Regions from separate parts of the Manis pentadactyla genome. Here region 1 is linked to region 2. A link is a contact called in public Hi-C data. All regions are on one chromosome and are shown on one strand. Each heading gives the region's core, a stretch centred on a gene start, on an enhancer-like site or on the middle of the called end of the contact. The rest is flanking DNA. Distances are from core to core; before and after follow the strand shown.

What was found. A called contact is a pair of places that touch in the nucleus more often than the background predicts.
Region 1: a Hi-C map of fibroblasts shows a contact between it and region 2, with 4 times the contacts expected there. The contact joins the promoter of EPAS1 here to the promoter of TMEM247 in region 2. A contact is called at or near these places in 2 of 3 Hi-C or Micro-C datasets (fibroblasts and skin fibroblasts).

Annotation. Positions count from the first base shown.
Region 1 is chr2:198,230,504-198,234,261 of mManPen7.hap1, forward strand. EPAS1 (endothelial PAS domain protein 1) reads right to left here and starts at 1,971. Exons shown (of 17, transcript XM_036925851.2): 1 at 1,472-1,971.
Region 2 is chr2:198,079,200-198,083,018 of mManPen7.hap1, forward strand. TMEM247 (transmembrane protein 247) reads right to left here and starts at 1,525. Exons shown (of 4, transcript XM_057497571.1): 1 at 1,412-1,525; 2 at 393-743. The coding sequence starts at 1,525.

The DNA.
Region 1 (3,758 bases), core at 721-3,220, 150 kb after region 2:
TCCGAAGCCCCCGGGGACGCGCCAGTTGCCCTCTCAGGGGCCAGGCTGGTTGGACCAAGGCTCCCTCATCAGTCTCAGGCCTGGGGCCGCCACAGTAACAAGGGAGGGGGGGAGCTGCGGCCGGGACCAGGGAGCCGGGCTCGGTCTATCCCCGCGGCGATCCGGGAGCGAAGGGCCCGGGTGCCCGGCCAGAATGGGCGCGATTCGCTCAGGTTTATCAAATCTTTATCGGTGCCGGGAGGTGGGAACCGCCGCTTCGACCACAGGATAGACGGTTCCTGGCTCTGGTCCCGCAGTGGAAGTCGGAACAAGAGCAAATCAACTGAGCCTCCGAGCTCTCCGGGCCTGTCAATCCATCCCCGCGCTACTGCCGGAAACCCAGCAGCTGCCGACTCGACGTGCGGCTCGGGCGGTTCAGCCGGCCGCGCGTTAGATTCCAATGCTCCGCAACCCAGCCCCGCCAAGCCGCTCCGAGCGCGGGCTCAAAGCCCCAACCCACTGAGTGGAGACAGGAGTCGGGGGCCAGGAGACGAGCGGCGCGCAATCGCGGGAAGAGAGACCGTGTCTACGTCTGCACCGCCGCGCCGGGCGTTCTCGTCCGAGCTGGGAGCGGGCCAGGCCGGCAGCGGCCGGGAGGGGGCGGGAGGGCAGTGAGAGTTGGCCAAAGTTGCCTCACACCCAGTGCTGACAAGCTCGCAAGGGCATGCGGGCAGATCGTGTCTGCCCTTCTCTGTGCTCTTGGGAGACAGACACCGAGACCAGCCGGCGGTACCCAGTGCCAGTATTCACTTTCTGCACACCGGACACCTGCCCCGAGAGGCAACCCGGCCCACTACCTATTCTCCCGCAGAAACGGTGCAGGATCAGGAAGGTGGTTTCTCCAGGCTTCAGTGGGAGCTGGAGACGCGGAATGGGACCCTTTACTGAGTCTTGTCCCTTCCTCGGCAGCGCATCCCAGTGCTGCGCTCTGCCTCCAACCCTCTGCCAATTTGGGGCGCAGCATGGGCAAAGCAACTCATTTGGAAGGGCCTGAGGGGTCCCAAGGAAAATAGTCGAGTAGGTGTTGCCCTACCCTTGAAGCCTGAGAAAGTCGAAGATGACTTGAGTTCGAAACAGAAACCTCTCAACGTGCTGGCCGCGGGAGTTTGGTCTGACAGGACCGGGGAGGAGGTCGGGGGTCGGAAGGTACCGCAGGAGCACCTCGGACCTCTAGGGCCATCATCCTTGCCCTCCTGGCCTAGCTGCATGGCGCAGATTCGCGATTCCTTCGGGCCACAGAACGCACCATTACGAAGCCGCAGATCCGCGTCCCCGGGGCACCTGCTCTCCCTCTCAAAACTCTCCAAACCGATTTCGGGTCTCAAAGACCTCTCCGCACTCCTCTCCCAGCTGCTCTGGGTCATTCCAGCCCCACACAGCCCCGCCATCCCCTCAGACCATCTCTCCCTAGCCGGCTCGGACGTCCGTTTACCTTTTCTTCTCCTTGTCCGCTGTCATTGTCTCTGTGGCCCTTTGAGACGCCGAGCACCTGTGCTCCCAGGCCGGCGGGGGCTGCGGCCGCTGCCTTCTCTGTGGCCTTGGCCCACTCCCCGAGGCCAGGGCAGGGGTTAAAGATCCTAAATGCTCTCAGGTCCTGAGCGCCCCGGACACTCAGGTGGAAGTTCGCGGGCGGCTGGCTAGGTGCGGGGGAGGTGGGTGGAGAAAGGTGACTGGGAGGAACCTACACGCGGAGGCGGGGTCCGGGGAAGGAGTGGGAGGAGGCTGTCAACGCGAAAAGAGGGCAGCAAGAAGGGAACCGACGTTCCTTTTTCCCTCGAAAAGGAGTAACTTTCTGGGTTACCAAAAAGAAAAAAAGAAGTGGCTCGAACAACGGGAGTTGCAAGAGTCGGGAGCCAGGCGGGCGCGACCGCTGAGATGACCATACAGTCTCAGGACACTGCCGAGGATTGTACGGCCGCCTCAGAAGAGCTGGGGTGAGAGCGCGACGGACGCTGGAGCTGAGCTGCTGGCTGTTCCCGAATGTCCGGCTCCCGGGGCTGCCAACCCACTTTAAAAACTCCGGCGGCAGGCTAAGAGGGGGTGGAACAAGGGGCGCGGGGGGGGGGGGGCGGGCACGCGCCGGCAGGCCCCGCCCCCGCCCGCGCCGCGCGCGCGGGCTGCCCACTGCGTCCCGGCCAATGGGGAGGCGCGGCCGCAGCCTCTGCCCTGACCCCGGCCCGCCCCCTGCTCCCGCGCTCCGCCGCGGCCCGCCCGCCCTGCGGCCTCCGCAGTTGTGGAAGTTGTTTGTAAGGTCGGCGGGACGGCATGGGGGGTCTCCGCGCCGGGGAAGCACAGCTTCTGTGGCACCAATCGGCCGCGACAAGTCGGTCTGCGGGAAGAAATGCCCCTCAGTGCTGGTGTCCCGCACCTCCGCAGTGCTCTTGGGACGCGGGCAGGACCGCGAGCGCCGAGGGGCCGGCGCATCGCTGGCCCTCCCCTCAGTGCCGCGTTCCCGCGTCCCTCGCCCTGCTGCGTGGCCCTTCGGGCTGAATGGGGATAATTACGAAGGCCCCAGTGACCGCGCTCTGGGGATGGGCGATGTGCTTGTTTTCAGCAGAACGCAGCTGACTTTGCGGTCTGGAAGGAGATGCAGGGAGACCAATCATCCTCTCCTGTCAAGGAGAAACGGTGCAGTGAAATTGAGATAGGGTTTCACCTGCTCTTCCTTTCCTTCAACTGGCACATCGGTGGCTTGTGGGACTGTTGGGCAATAAGGCCTTGGCGGGATGCGGGAGAGGAGGGCTGCCTGTCCCGCCGCACCCTGCATCCAACAACTGGCCACCACCGCATGCGTCCGGGCCAGTTCAGAACTGGACAAATCAGTCTGGCTTCCTAGTGTGATCCTGGGATGAGAGTGGACAGCATGTCCTCAAATCACAGGATCTCAGGCCTGCCCTCCGTATCTCCAGCGTCCTATTGAAGCCCTAGGAACGTAAAGGCTGCAGGTGTTGGGTGTGAGGAGATGGCAGATCCAAGGCGCAGGCCGGTAGGGCTCCGGATTTTCCGGCTGTGCTTTAAACGCGCGGGCCTGAGTGCCTTTGCCCTGCCTGTGCTGAGCTGCTCTCCCAAGAACCCCACAGCATTCCCTACCTACATTAGGTTGATCCAGGAGGGACAGACATCTCAGGAAGGGACAGGGAAGACTTCTAATCTTTGAAGCTTTGAGAATGGCCCAACAGTTTCCCAAGTGTGAGTTGAAGAGAAAGCAAGGGGATCTAAACTGGTCAGGCAACTGGTCTGCCAAGGAGCTGGAAACCTTGCTGCACCCTTAGCCTCACCATATTCTACAATAAAATAACCTATATTAAAATATGTATGTCATAAGTACATGAAAATAATCTGTGTAATGAACTTACAGGGCTTTATGCTAAGTGAAATAAGTCAGTTATCAAAGGACAAATACTGTATGATTCCACTCATGAAGTATCTAATTCATAGAAACCAAGTAGAAAGGTGGTTGCCAGGGAGTGGGGGATGGGGTAGGAATTAGTGTCTAATGGGAACAGAGTTAAAATTTTTCAAGATGGCAAAGTTCTACAACTCTTGCACAAAATGTGAATATAGTTAACACTACTGAACGGTAAATTTAAAAATGGGTAAGGCGATAAATTTAATGCACTTGTACCACAATACAAAAATAAATAAGAAAAAATCTACTTAAGTGAAATTTGGGGAGATACAGGTTTGTGTTGCCACCAAATTACAAAATAAACATGTAT
Region 2 (3,819 bases), core at 275-2,774:
TGATCAGGGAAGGTGATGGTTTCATCAAAATCCACAGACCTCGGTAGGGATTCTGAGTTTAGTCTCAGGCATCAGTCACTTAAAAAAGATGCAGAGAGGAATGGAGAATGGGGGAAATCAGTCATGGAGGCCATGTTGAGGACTTTCCCCTGAGAAGAAAAGCCGTGAGCAGGCAGGTGAACAAGGTGGTTCTGGGCTGCTCTTAGGGTCAGCTCTCCTTACAAGGTCGGAGTTCAGCTTAGCATGGAAGCTCAAAGCTGTGAGTCCTCCACATCTGAACCCAGGGCAGGTGCAGTAGGTCAGGTGGGCCCCCGGGCCCCAAGGTCAGTCCCTGGCTCTCAGGGCGGGCCCTGCGGGCCTCTTGGCCAGTATCCCCATTCACTGTCACCTACCAGGTGGAGTGCGGCCTGCTGCTGCAGCTGCGCCATCACCCCCTCGTGCTGCCGCCGGCGCTCATTCTCCTCGTGCAGGTACTTGAGCCGTGTGAGCTCGAACTCCATGCGCACCTACTCCAGCTCCATCTCAGCATTGCATTCCATCCCCAGGGTCCCTGAGGTCCCTGGAGTTGGGGCCGAGGCCTGGAGCAGCTCTGTGAGTTCAGGTCCATCACCCGCCTGGCCCTTGGTGGCAGGGCCAGTCTTGGGGGACAGCAACTTAGGCAGCCCTGGGCAGCCTTTGTCCTCACAAGCTTCCATCTCCTCCAGGCAGTCATAGGAAGAGTCTGACTTTGGTGACTCTGCCTCCTGGGGCAGGGAGGGGGGCGTTGGGGGACAGTGAGGAGTCAGTATGGGGCTGTCCCCCACCCCACCCCCACATGGACTGGGGTGTTTGGTAAAGATCTAGACAGAGTTCTTATCAGAATTGCACTTAACATGGAGTATCAGGCCCTGAGAGCGATGAGAAGGACAGGGCAAACTGGCACAAAGCTTTGGCGCCCTGACGTGCCAGCCAGTGGCGGCAGCGGGGAGCTGAGGTAGAAGGCCGCCTTCCTGGTGATTTTCAAATCACCATGGAGGTGACTTGTCCATCCCCAGCCCCCTCTGCCTAACTTTGAGACCATTTAGACACCTAGTCCTCAGTAGGGCGTGGGGGTACAGAGGGAGGAAGAACCCCAAGGGCTGCACTGAGAGAACCTGTACACATGGGAACCAATGAAAGGGCTACGGGGGCGCCGGGTGCCATTCCTAGATGGAGGACAGGGCTCCAACCAGGGAGGCAGACAGGAGAGACCGAAGCCAGTTTCAAGTGATCTCACAATCTTGTGAAGGGCTGCCAGGTCCCTGCTTAGAGCTGGGTGTCAGCTGCGGGGATGGGGTGCTCTTGCTGGCCGCTCTCAGGAATCCCAGTGCACTCGGCTGCTATCCCAGGTCCCCACAGCAGGCTGGGGCAGTGAAATGAGGCATGCCCTTACCAAAAACACTCTGGGCTTCCCTTCAGACATGGGGTCATCAGGCATGCCCTTGGAGAAGGCTGGGCAGCTTTCTGCCCAACGGGCTCCCATCGTCTCCCTCTCCTCTGCTGTCATGCAGAAAACTACGCTGCTTGCCAATTTTGAGGCACTAACATTTGGTCTCCCCAGATTCCACAGCTCGGCCACCATCACAATCCCTGTCCTCATAATAACCCGCATTTCACCAGTTAGTTGCTAGGGCCCCTTTGGCAGGGGGTATGGCCCCTTTGAGGTGTCATTATTAAGAACTGCAGGATGGGCCTTTGCCACCTTTAGGGACGACTTTGAAAACTAGAATTCCACCACCTGAAGAATTCCGTTATTTGAGATCTACTCCCTTGGGTTCCTCTTTTAAATGCAGACTTTATCAGGATGAGTCACAATAGCTCCACAAACCCTGTTATGAACTGAATTATGTCTCCCCAATAAAATGCTTATGCTGAGGTCCTAACTCCAGTACGTTACGTAGGACCATCTTAGAGAGAGGGTCTGTACAGAGGCAACTAAGTCAGAATGAGGTCATTAGAGGAGGTCCTAATCCAGTGACTGATGTCCTGAGAAGAAGAGGAATTTTGGACACAGATGCATGCACAGGCAGAAGATGATGTGAAGATAAGGGAGAAAATGGCCATCTACAAAGCAAGGAGAGAGGTTTGTATTAGGTTTCTACAGAGAAACAGAACCAATACAAGATTATATGTATATGACACATGTGAGCTTTATTACAAGGAATTGGCTCATGTCATCACAGAGGCTGGGAAGTGGCATGATCTACTCTTTGCAAGGGGCAAAATTAGGAAAGTTGACGGTATAAATTCCAGCCTAAGCCTGGAGACTGAATACCCAGCAGCGCTGCTGGCAGAAGTCCCTGTCCAATGCAGGAGACTGGCAGTCAGGCAGAGAGAATCTGTTGGGGTTTCCTCCACCTTCTTGTTCTAGTCAGGCCCTCAGAGGTTTCAATGATGCCCACCCACCCTGGGCAGGGCAATCTGCCTTGTCTGGTCTGCCTATTCAAATGCTAATCTCTTCCCAAAACACCCTCAGAGACACACCCAGAAGCATTCCAGCATCCCACGGCCCAGTCAGGCTGACATGTAAGACTGACTATCACAGGCCGCGAACAGATGCTTCCCTCATGGGCTTCTGAGGGAACCAACCCTTCTGACACCTTGATCCTGGACTTCCAGCCTCCAGAGCTGTGAGAAAATAACCTTCTGTGGTTTAAACCATCCTGGCTGTGGTACCTTGTCACAGCAGACCTAGCAAGCACATGCAACCCCTGTTATTCATAGGATGGACTGAGGGGGACCAGCAAAGAGATCAGTGGGCTGGGAAAATACCTTGTGGTCGGCAGTTTTGTGAGAATGACATGAACATTTTTGGTCGTAGAAGACAAGGCTGTGCTACAAAAGGAGAAGGGGCTTTAGTCTCATCTTTAACCAAACCATGGCTGCCCTCTCCCAGCGTTAAGATGGTGGCCATGGAAACTACCTCTTGGCGATTGTAGAAGATGTTAAGCCTGCCCCAGGCACTCAGAGTAGGATTGCCAGAAAAGTACAGGATGCCCTTTAAATTTAAAGTTAAATTTGAATTTTAGATAAATAATTTTTTGCATATTTAAAATTATGATTTTAATTATAATCATTACTTTAAAATTTGCATGGGATACATTTACAGTAAAAATTATTCTTCATTAATCTGAAATTCACATTTAACTGGGGATCCTATATTTTCATCTATTAAATCTTATCTGTCCAAAGAAATAATTATATATGACTAAATAGTGAACTGCTATAAAAATCACCAATCACTGAAATGTATACGTGCTTGGGTAATTGTATAGTTGCATATCAAACACTAAAATCTCAGTGACAACATAGACATCTAAGAGTTGGCTGATCTGCGATGGGCTCCACTAGGCAGGTTGGCCAAGGCAGCTTTGTTCCACGTGTCCCTCAGCCTCTTCTTGGCAACAGTGGGCTGGCCTGAGCATGCTCTTTTCATGGCAATGGAAGAAGCACAAAAGGCCTTGGAATTGGCCTGCCATCACTTCCGTTTTTACTATTGGCTTTGGCCAACAGTATAAGGTGGTCATACGGCCAAACCCAAAGGTAAAGGATGGCGAAATGTGCTCTGCCCCTTAATGGGAAGAACTGCACGGACAAAGGGTAGAAGGTGTAGATATGGGGCAGAATGAAGAGTTGGGGCCCATAAGGTGATTTACCATCACAGTCAAGAAGATGGGTGCTGATACAGTGGGAGTAGCTGGGGAAGGTTTAGCAGAAGAGGTGACAGGAAGCGTGGGGGGCATTTGGGCATGAGGGCAGGATCAGCAGGAGCTGTCTCGACTGATATTTATTTTGCCTATT